Linked DNA regions of Sus scrofa: regions 2, 3 and 4 are each linked to region 1. Evidence: chromatin contacts called from public Hi-C and HiChIP or PLAC-seq data. All regions are on one chromosome and are shown on one strand. The core of a region is the stretch at or near the end of the contact, and the rest is flanking DNA. Distances in the headings are between cores, read along the strand shown.

Region 1 (2,738 bases), core at 172-2,671:
CCTAGTAATAATCAGATAAAATTATTTTTAGCCATGAAGATGCCCCATTTCCTAATTTTAAGACCACAAGTAATTAGAAAGATGGTGGGTGATGAGAGACCTCCAAGAAAGGTCAAAGAGATATTCATTAAATACCGAAAAATATGCAACAGGGAGTAGTGAACTACAGCCTCCTTCCCTTCTGCCGGAGTTTTAAAATCAGAAATTTTTTCTTAGGGTTTGACATCAGCTTACGTATGTAAAATAAATGGAAGAATTTAGTAAGAAAGATATCCAAACAGGTGACATGATAATCTCGACAGTGACGTATCACTGAAACTAGGTAAACATCCCCGAGTTTACCACGGCAGGGATGGTGGTTGAGGCTGTAGGGCCTCTCCCATGTAGCCGGTACCCACCAAACCAGTTCCTCATAGCTGGAGGCCGTACTGGTTGATTATTTCCCTGGGCCCATTTGTGGGACATGTTTGATATCTGTCTTTGGATTGCTGATTAGCAATAGTTCTTGTGCAAAAGCAATTCTTTTGGGTTTTTTGTTTTTGTTTTTGTTTCTTGTCTTTTTAGGGCCACACCTGTGGCATATGGAGATTCCCAGGCTAGGGGTCAAATCGGAGCTGCAGCTGCAGTCCTACACCACAGCTCACAGCAATGTCAGATCCTTAACCCACTGAGCGAGGCCAGGGATGGAACCCGCAACCTCATTGTTCCTCGTCAGATTCGGATTCGTTAACAGCTGAGCCACGAGAAGAACTCCAAAAGCAGTTCTTTTTATGCAAGGTCTAGACTTTGGAGGAGTTGGACACAGAGAAAGAGGGGAAGAAGAGGCACCGTCAACTGGACAGTGCACTTTCTGGGCTGTCCCTCCACACGCCTCAGACTGAATTCCTTAAGATCCTGCTCAAATATCACCTCTTCTGTGCCTCCATCATGACCCACTCCCCAGTCCAAGGCAGAATGAGTTATGCTCTCCTTGGACCTCTTACAACACCTTACATAAGAGATATCACCGTTCATGAAAATTCATTTTTTAGGTACATGTGTCCCCTGCCCTGTCTTATCTCTGTATCCACAGATCCTGGCATTAAGCAAATAATGATGGCCCAGCGAGTATCTGTTAATATACATTTAGTTGGCCCTTACCATCCATGATATGCCACATGTCACAGACTCAGCTCAATCGGACTTTGAAGAACCAAGAACTGGCCTGTGCGGGTGAAGAGCTAGTCTCCATCTTAATTTGTGTATCAGGCTTCATGTTTCCACCATTCTGCCAAACTTTTGACCCAGATTCCGTCTCTGAGTCTGTTTGCCTGGTCCAAGTGCAAACATAATTCCTGCTCTGACCCAGATCCACTGCCCCTACTGGTTCCAGCTCACCAGGGTCTCCTGCTTTGGCCTCATCTATGAAACCTGATGTGTGACCAAGGCAACCCTGGTGAAGAGCCAGGTGGGGCAAGCTGGCCCTGCAAGGTCCCAGGGTGACATCTGACTCTCCTGGCTGTCTGCAAGGCAACTGGGTGGGCCAACAGAATAAGCTTTCACGGGCTCAGGTATCTAATGTACTGCCAACAGTGGCTCCTGAGGTAGGAAGCAGGTGCAAACATGACCAGAGTGGAGCCCAGGAAGGGGACTAGGTGGTCTGGATGTCTTGCTTGCCCCTCTGGCTCTCAATGTCACAGGAAAGAAATATCAATGAGACTGGGACATGGGTGCAGGGAAAAGGAAAAGCACAAAGGAGATATATGTAGGTTCTATTTAGAACCAATGAGAGCCCTATTACCCCTTCTAGTGGGTTGAATAGGCGGCCCCAACAGATATGTCCTCATCCCGATCACTGTGAATGTGAATCTATTTGGAAAAACTGTCCTTGCAGATATAATTAAGGATCTCAAGATGAGATTTTCTAGAATTTAGAGTAAGCCCTAAATCCAGTGACAGGGGTCATGAATGGAGACAGGCAGACAAAGATTTGTGACAGAGACACACAAAGGGAGGAAGCCATGTGAAGACAAATATAGAGGCTAGAGTGATGCTGCCACAAGCCAAGGGATGCCCGGAGCCGCCAAGAAGCTGGAAGAGACAAGGAACTCTCCCCTAGAGCTTTCAGAGAAGGTGGCCCTGCCCATACCTTGGTTTCAACTTCTGATTCCAGAGCTGTGAGAAGATAAATTTCTGTTGTGTGAAGCCACCAAGTTTGCGGTGTGTCAGTCCAAGAAAATTAATACACCTTCCTTCACTCATTTATCAGAGAAAGGGGAATGCACTGGAGTGTTTGGGTCTATGAGGAAGGTTTGCAGAGCATTAGGGAAAGAAGACAAAGTATGAGGGAAGAGGCTGGCTCAGAACCACACAGAAATAGCTCCTTTTCTCCCCTAATCATCAGTAGAGACCAAAAGTATCCACAAGAAGAAGGTTTCTATTATCCAATTAAATTCAGCCTCAGAAAGTATCCTCCACTTGCAGGATAAGTAATAGAAAATAATAATAATAATAATAATAATGATTATAATAATAATAATTACTGGGAATAGGCCATATGTCAGGTGCTATGCCAAGTATCCTACATATAGTTATTTTTTTCTTTTTCTTTCTTCTTTTTATTTTCCCTTTTCGGTTGCACCCCGTGGCATATGGAAGTTACCAGGCCAGGGATAGAATATGAGCTGGAGATGCGACCTACAGCAAGGCTGAATCCTTAAGCCACGAGGCCAGGCTGGGGATTGAATCGGCGCCTCCGC
Region 2 (2,738 bases), core at 88-2,587, 220 kb after region 1:
TTTTCCCCACAGTCTTGGCCTGAGGTCCTAAGACCATTTCGAAATCCGTGGTCTGGTCTCAGACAGCATGTCCTGGAAAGAAGAGGAGAGACTAGAAACATTTGTCTTCTATTGTTCTTTCCCTTCACGAAAACCAGACTAAAAAAAATACATTCTGCCCTTCTGGCCTGCATAGGTGTGTTATAAAGATTAACGTCCGTGAAGCCTGTGTGGATTAATGTAAAAAGCAGCCATGTAGAAGATTGCCAAGCTATTGCCTTGGCAACATCTCCATGTTAGGAACAAACCTATAACACAAGCTGTCATTATACAGCAAGAAGGCTGTTTTGTTTTTTGCCAAATGCACCAAACTCTACCCTTCTAGGTACCTCTCATCCCCTTCACATTAGCCATTGTGGGAAACAGTTATTTCTCTTATTTCAGCAACTAATCCCCACTCAAAAAATTGTTTGGAATGAACTTTCAGTATTTCCTATAGGGCTGGCGGCACATTTTTTTTCACATATCTTTAATGATAAAAAAAATCTTTACTCAGGATGGTCCTGAATTTAAAATCACCAAATCTGGAAGGAAAGTTAGCCATGGGACTAGGAAATATTGGAGAAAGGGAGACAGAGACATAGAGAGAAATTGATTGATTGATTAGTTGATTATTATACCTGCAACTAAAAGAAAAGAAAAAGACCTGATTCTAAAGTAGTAAGGTGGACGTGTGCATGTCTGCATGGGAAGGAGGTCGAGGTGGAAAGGGATCATGTGTCTAAAAAGCTGAGAAAGAAAATATCCTCAGTGTTTCAGTTTGTTGGTAGAACAGTGACTTTATGTCCCACTGAACAAAGAATGCAAATCTAACAGGCCATGCATGCTACATCCTCCACCCCTGTCAGGAACATTTCTCAGCTTCAGTCTTGATTGGAAACACATTTTTTTTTTTTTTTTTTTTTTTTGGAAACAAATGATGCTGTCAGCTGGAAGGCAGAAAGTCCCCTGGGGCACATCACGGGACAGTCTTTCCACCAGGATTCACAGAGCTTTGCCATCATCTCTGATCGCTGCTGCCACAGAAGACCAGCCAGCAGAGCTGCATGTGCAGACCTGGGAAACGCTTTCAACTGAATTTTTTTGAGGAAAATGTACATTTGCAAACTGGTGAGTATGCCCCGATGCTTTGAGCTCTCCCTAACCACACTCCTCTCCCCCAACCCGACCACCCCACCTCACCCTCACCTCCCACCCCCGCCACTAGTCTCCATGTCCAGTAGTCCTTCCCCCAGGCTTCTCTCTGCCTTTAGAAAGATCAGCAATTATTTTCAGCTTCAAGCAAGATGCTGCCCCACAGGGCCCTCCAGAGGCAGTAAGTCTGGGAGAAGGTGGATGATTTACAGATCGCCAGGAACCTGGCAGATACTGTGAAATACTTTGCTGTCAACACCAAAGGATTGATGAGCAGAGTTTTGCTAACCATAGAAAAATATGTTAGAGAAAAAAAAAAAAAAAAGAGGACTCAACACCTCTCCTCCTCCTCTTGAGGAATCTGATTTCTTCTCTCTTTCTCACTGGTAGTTAATTGCATTTTTAGATGCCTAAGAAAGAGATAGAAACATTCTTGCTTTGTGATTTTTAGAATTTCCTAACTCATAATGGGTGTGATCTGGCCAACATTAACAATGGACTGAGTACCTGTGTTTGCAATATTTCCTGGATCCCCTTGGTGGTCCACCTGTCAGATTCTCCTGAGGATCATGTGAGGCTAAGTCTGGGCAGAGGCACTCAGTCTGTGTTACTGCTCTTGATTCTGAGCCGTACTGTTGCCTCCTCCCCCTGTGATTGGCACACTTAGCGTCCCTCACCAGTACCACCAAGTTGCCACATTTCAAAACAACTTTCCTGTGTGCCAGAGTAGCCTGAGGTCCTGTGTTGATGGTTTTTGTTCCTATTTCTATTCCTCCGACAGATTACTGATATTTTAGAGTGGATTTGTTGGGTCTGTTTTGTCCTGTTGCCTAAACTCAATTCAGTTTAACATTCATTTATGGAATCTTCGGTAAGGACAGAGATTAAAGCTATGGAGGGTACCTACAAAGTTACGACACTGGGTAGGTATCCAAGCACAAAAAGGGAATGTAACACAAGATAGAGTAAGATAGGTGTCTTGGGATGTGTAAAACAGTGCTCCTTGACCACGATGCTGTTAAATGTTGGTGTCAGAAATGGGATACTGATGAGGAAAAGGGTGAACAACAGAAGGCAAGAAGCCTCTGTATCAAACACTTCCACAACAAGTAAATACAGACTTGAATTCTGAGAGGGGTCTGTGCTTTTCTGGCCACAGTGGAACTTAGATGTGCCTTGTAAGTCAACCTGTTTTCAGAGTATGTGTGGAGAAGCGGATACTTATTTTTACGACTTTACCTTTGAGATCGTTTTAGGTTTACAAAAAAATTGAAAGGAAGGTACAGAGATTTCCCCTATGTCTCCTCTCCCCCCCACACACATAACCTCCCCCAATATCAATGTCACTCACCAGAACAGGTCTTTTTTTTTTTTTTTTTTTTTTAACCAAGAATTTAACTTAGGGTTCACTCTCGTTGTTACACCTTCTATGGACTTGGATAAATGATAAGGACATGTATCCATAACTATAACATCACACAGAAGGAGTTCCCTATTGACACAGTAGGTTAAGGATCTGGCCTTGTCACTGCTATGGCTCAGGTCGCTGCAGTGGTAAGGGTTCA
Region 3 (2,738 bases), core at 96-2,595, 200 kb after region 1:
ATTAATATATTAATTAGTATACACTAAATAATAATATATAGATCTCAGTGTAGTATGATTTTTTTATATATGTCTTCCTCAAAAATCTGTGAGCTTCTTGAAGAAAGGAAACATACTTTACTATGTGATAAAGCCCAGGGCCTAGTACATTGTTGCATGATGGGAGCTCAGTAAATGCTACATCCATGAATAAAGAATTTAAAAAAAGAAAAAATCCTGTTAGTAAATATTTCTCTTTTCTTAGTTTTAACATGAGCCTGAAAAACAATGCATTTTCTGGGTGCATTGATTCAAGTGACATTTGTTAAACATTTACTGTATGCTAAACAGTATGGCTCATATGGCCAGGAATTAAGGCAGATACATAAATAATAGTGATAAATTGGAGATAAAGGTCTCAGAACCTCCCAAAGAACGAGCCACAGGCAATCAGAGGGAGCTAGAGAACATTTCTAAAAAGTAGTGTAATCTTGGAGTTCCCGTTGTGGCTCAGTGGTTAACGAATCCGACTAGGAATCATGAGGTTGCGGGTTCGATCCCTGGCCTTGCCCAGTGGGTTGGGGATCCGATGTTGCCACGAGCCGTGGTGTAGTTGCAGACACGGCTCGGATCCTGCGTTGCTGTGGAGCTGGCATAGGCTGGTGGCTACAGCTCCAATTAGACCCCTAGCTTGGGAACCTCCATATGCTGCAGGAGCAGCCCAAGAAATGGCAAAAAAAAAAGTAGTGTAATCTTAAAATCAGACACGATAGAATTAGTAAACCAAATCCAGGGCTGGTGGGAGGGGTAGGAGGGGTAGGAGGGGGTTTATTTGTAGTATAATATACCAATTCCCTGGCCATTTTCAAGCTACCAAAATATTTACCGATCAATTCTCCTAAGCCAGTACAACCTTCAGCAGCATTATGCTGAATTTGGGCATATCAGCCAAGCTTCTGGAAATTCTCTTTCTCTTCCTGTCCCCATGGCCTCCCAGTTCCACATCATTTTACTTGTCACCACCCTTTCCCATGAACTTGACAGTAAAACAAAATATTCTTTGGAGGTTTGAGAAAGAGAAGTCGGGGGCCTTGGAGGATGACTTCTAGACCCAATTAGGCACTCAGAAAAGTGCCCTGTCCAGTTGTCCATGCTTCATGAACAGTCTTGCTGACCCTCAGAGGCTCATTCCCTCCTTGAAGGTCTCTGAGTTCTTCACCAATGCTTCCAACCCCACTTTGTTAGCTGAGCCAGAAATCTCAGAGAAAGATAACGAAAACAAACGGAGATTGCCAATTATAAGTAGGGCTCCACACTAACCAAGCTCACAACCCCTGAGGCTTCAATGTGTATTTAAATATCACATTTACACCAGGAGTAAAGGCCCTGGGGTTTGGGAGATGAGTCAGAGTGTATTTTAAGAGGTACTAGATACATGTTAAGATTATATTTTTCGTTGGAGCCAGGAAACAAAGTGTGTCAGCTGTGCCATGAGAAGTTATAATTTCAGGATCCTGTTTTGGTTGCCCAAATGAGACTCTCATACAAGTTTCTAGAAAAGGGGCTTTATGGGGCTTAGTCAATCTTAGCCCAAAATGTTTTTAGTAGGATTATTTGGCTTCGGGCTCCACTGTTTATCAGAAAACTTGAAAACAACATAAACCAATGAAAAAAAATCATATCCACCTCTTTGGGAGTTTGAAAGATGTTTTTCAAGTAGAACTTCAACTTACAATATGCTCATTTGTTCGATCCATATTTATAAACCAGTGTGATAGTCTAATTTTCCACTTAAAATCAACCATGAAAACTAGTTTGTCCGAAGAGGTCCCTTGGAGAATTAAACAGTGCCTTTGATAATCAAAATAACAAAGGATGGGGGATCAGACGAAATTTAACCAAACCCAGTTAAGATCAATTAAAATGTATTTTTGTTTATTTAGATTAAGCATATTGATGCACTATCCCTGAAATTAGCAGGGATAGTGCATCCCTGCTAATTTTTCCACTTTTTCTATGGAAGATTTCAGACATAGGGAATTGTTAATGCTGATTACCAGTAATAAAAAGAATGATGTGTTTTAAGGTGAAGCTTAAAACATCAAAAACCAAAAGCTGCAGCAGGAAAGAACTTGGCGCAGGAAGAGGACCCAAGTAGCAGATGATGACTGGGCTCCATAACCTTGAACACGGCGTTCCCAACCAAGGCCAACTTTATGAGGGTGCTACAGTGCAGTCTCACAGAACCCCACGATCACAAGGGCCTTGTGCATGGGGTTAATGCCATTGTCTTGAAATTCTCTCTTTTTTAAATGATTTTTTTATTTTTTCCATTATAGTTGGTTTACAGTGTTCTGTCAGTTTTCTACTATACAGCAAAGTGACCCAGTCACACATATGTGTACACATTCTTTTTCTCACATTATCCTCATCATACTCCATCATAAGTGACCAGATATAGTTGCCAGTGCTATACAGCAGGATCTCATTGCTTATCCATTCCAAAGGCAATAGTTTACATCTATTAACCCTAGGTTCCCAGTCCCCACTCCCTCCCCCTTGGCAACCACAAGTCTATTCTCCAAGTCCATGAGGTTTTTTTCCTGTGGAAAGGTTTATTTGTGCTGTGTATTAGATTCCAGATATAGGTGATATCATACTATTTGTCTTTCTCTTTCTGACTCACTTCACTTAGTATGAGAGTCTCTAGTTCCATCCATGGTGCTGAAATTCTTGATTTTATCTTTGATTTATGCTTT
Region 4 (2,738 bases), core at 93-2,592, 160 kb after region 1:
TCTTCTTTATCCATTACCCTGTCAATGGACATTTAGATTACTAGCGCATTTTTTAAAAGGCCCATGGTACCCTTTGCACACCCATGTGAAAAGTCCAGGCTATTTAAACTGGAGTCAATAGGCTGGAAACTCTTGGAGAAATTTTGTTAGGGGCTCTGGTTCTGCATCCTAGCGCCTCCTACTGGCTATATCTGCTGAGTGTCCATCTTTAAGTGCCCACCACGCCCATGTCTGAGAACTGAGAAACTGCAGTAATGCTGTTGCAAATTCCTGGCTCAGGGAATCTCTTGAGGTCTCATGGTCTAAACTCAGACCTCATCATACATGGGTTCCATTCAACTTATACTCTAGCAGGTTTTAAGGTATGACGGCCCCTTCCTGTGCTGTCCTGTTTGGATCTGGTAATTGAGTTCTGAACATGTACTTCTGGTCTGCAATCCCTGTGGAAAACTGACTCGCATAATTTTCTCCAGGCTCCATTCTCTGTTCTCCTGACTGGGAAGTTCCCAAGACAGCAATGACCAGGCAGGGAGTGTAGACAGACTGTGTGATCCCTAAGTAAAATGTGATCTGGTAATTGGCTGTGTAGTGGGAAAATGTCCAAGGGGAGAAGAAGCTCATCTCCTTTCAAGGGATATGCATTTCACAGCAGCTAGAACCTTGAGAATGGATAGCTTAAATATCCTTCACTGCCCTGACATATAGTGATACTGATTGAAATTCAGAAGGGCACATTGACCCATCTAATTAGCCAATACTAACAAATTTGAAGAAAAAAAATTAATATCCAATGAACAACAAATGTATGTTTTATTGTAAACTTTATTTTAAAAATATCTGGTCCATTTAGCCAACATTTTGAAAGTCGTTATGTGTATATTCTAGAAAGAAACATTTGGTTCTTCAGTTTATCAGCTTTGACAAAGAGTATCCTGGCTTGTTTAGCTTGTGTCATTCATCATTGACTAGTTAGCCTTTTAATTGTCCTCATCTTATGAAGAAGAGAATGACGGGAAGAGTATGAAGGGAGAAGTTTCTGGAAATGGTGTAAAACTGGGACGTAACTTCCTGAACCATCCTCCTGTTGTTGGAGACCAGGTCAAGTGCACACACGTGCTTAGGAGGCCAGCGGTGCCAAGTGCCCTCAGCCTTGTAGGTGGACGTGCGTGCATGCAACTCCTGCAGAGCTGAGTCTGAGCTTACTGCCCAGATGGCTGCAATAAAATCCTCCTTTCACATAAAAGAGAAACATTTAAAAACAGCCCTCTCCTATGTACAGTATTATCCCAGGCACTTGTAGGAAATCAAGTCTGAGTCACTCATTTAAATCCTAAGTACTATTTTTAGTCGCCGGTGTCAGCTGTTATTTGACACTCTGTCCTAAAGTCTGGGCCTCTTGGCCAGAGTTCCTGTCATTTGCTGATCATTAATAGAGTGGGTGAGACATGACTTATTAACAAGTTTTGGTTTGAGGCTGTGAATTGGAAGCATAATGGTCTTGTCCCTTCACCGCTGAATGATCAAAGCTGAGCTTCTTAAGCTGTGATCGAGCACAGCTCCCACCCACATCTTTCTCGTTTCCACCCTTCCCAGGGTTTTATCAAAGAGTTTTCTTGTTTGATGCCACTGTGTAAGTATAATTTGGAAAAGATAGCATTTTGAAAACCGACATTTTTAAAAGAGGCTTTGTTAAAAAATGTAGCTGGATTTCCCCTAGTGAAGTGTTTATATTCATGGATCACCCAAGTTTCTGCAGCCCAAACTTCTTACGTATTCCCAGAAATTTGGCAACATATCCTGAGAAGCCTCTGGAAAGGTCTCCTTCTATTTTTAACATCTCAGTTGTCCTCAGGCTATTCAGTAAGAACCTCGAACCTGGGGACCAAGAAGGGACCAGAAAGGGGGCAAGCATCCTACATTCTCACAGAGGTGGATAGGTGGGGTCAGGATTCAGGACCCACTGGGGTTCAAGGCACGAGGTGGGTCTTTTCAGCCTAGGGTGAATATACTGTCTTGGGCTAACTGCCCCTTATGGGTCCACCACACCTCTCTGTTTATTTGGTGGATTAGCTTTCCTCTCTTTGGTTCTCATGTTTCTAGATCCCAGCATAATGAGCCTGCTGACTGCCAGGAAGTGTTCTTCACCCCAGGCTGACCAGTCAGGGCAGTAACCACAGTCTAGGAACCAGAAAGACCCAATTGCAAGTCTGAAGCAATTTAATTTATCTTAATAAATTTTCACAGTAAGTGGAAAATATGGAGACCAGTTATCCATTACTTAGTCAATTCAAAATAGGGGCCAGAACAATCAAATCCAGCCTTTTCCCAAATGTGTCAGATGATTGCATCAGATTTTCCATTTTATTGCATTATTCAAATGTGTTCCATCATATGCAAATGTCTGTGATCTCTCAGTGCTTCATTACTATTAAACATTTGAGAGACTAGGAAAGCAATTTGGTGATGTGCGTGTCAAAAGCCATAAAAACAGACATGTCTTTGTGAAGATTCTATTTCTTGAAAAAAAAAACTTTTTTTTTTTGAAATTGATCATCAGGAAATAAACAGCTACTATACATAAAAGTTTAGATAACTGAACAATCATTTGGAAACAAACCAAATGTCCAGTAAGATATTTAGGATAAATAATAGTTAATCCATGATAGGGAATATTATGCAACCATTTAAAAGCTATGTCTTTGCAGAATGGTAATGGCAAGGGAAATATTTCATATCAG

The links. A called contact is a pair of places that touch in the nucleus more often than the background predicts. HiChIP or PLAC-seq counts read pairs in DNA pulled down with a chosen protein or histone mark.
Region 2: a contact with region 1 is called in a Hi-C map of skeletal muscle, with 3 times the contacts expected there. The contact joins two enhancer-like sites. A contact is called at or near these places in 1 of 47 Hi-C or Micro-C datasets (skeletal muscle) and 1 of 2 datasets of contacts at active chromatin or transcription factors (skeletal muscle).
Region 3: a contact with region 1 is called in a Hi-C map of skeletal muscle, with 3 times the contacts expected there. The contact joins two enhancer-like sites. A contact is called at or near these places in 4 of 47 Hi-C or Micro-C datasets (epiblast stem cells, heart right ventricle, skeletal muscle and 1 more).
Region 4: an H3K27ac HiChIP or PLAC-seq map of skeletal muscle shows a contact between it and region 1, with 2.3 times the contacts expected there. The contact joins two enhancer-like sites. A contact is called at or near these places in 1 of 47 Hi-C or Micro-C datasets (skeletal muscle) and 1 of 2 datasets of contacts at active chromatin or transcription factors (skeletal muscle).

Annotation. Positions count from the first base shown.
Region 1 is chr11:22,887,625-22,890,362 of Sscrofa11.1, forward strand. All of the region lies in intron 3 of LOC102167197 (a long non-coding RNA gene), which reads right to left. Among named protein-coding and RNA genes, the nearest start is that of SMIM2, 6.9 kb to the right of the region's middle. Within about 2 kb of position 1,422, at least 3 of the 83 cell types and tissues checked have an H3K27ac peak or open chromatin away from gene starts, as enhancers often do. A contact at or near this core is called in skeletal muscle, where this site is marked.
Region 2 is chr11:23,111,579-23,114,316 of Sscrofa11.1, forward strand. No RefSeq gene overlaps it. Among named protein-coding and RNA genes, the nearest start is that of CCDC122, 47 kb to the right of the region's middle. Within about 2 kb of position 1,338, at least 6 of the 83 cell types and tissues checked have an H3K27ac peak or open chromatin away from gene starts, as enhancers often do. A contact at or near this core is called in skeletal muscle, where this site is marked.
Region 3 is chr11:23,085,921-23,088,658 of Sscrofa11.1, forward strand. No RefSeq gene overlaps it. Among named protein-coding and RNA genes, the nearest start is that of CCDC122, 72 kb to the right of the region's middle. Within about 2 kb of position 1,346, at least 1 of the 83 cell types and tissues checked has an H3K27ac peak or open chromatin away from gene starts, as enhancers often do. A contact at or near this core is called in skeletal muscle, where this site is marked.
Region 4 is chr11:23,051,564-23,054,301 of Sscrofa11.1, forward strand. No RefSeq gene overlaps it. Among named protein-coding and RNA genes, the nearest start is that of CCDC122, 110 kb to the right of the region's middle. Within about 2 kb of position 1,343, at least 23 of the 83 cell types and tissues checked have an H3K27ac peak or open chromatin away from gene starts, as enhancers often do. A contact at or near this core is called in skeletal muscle, where this site is marked.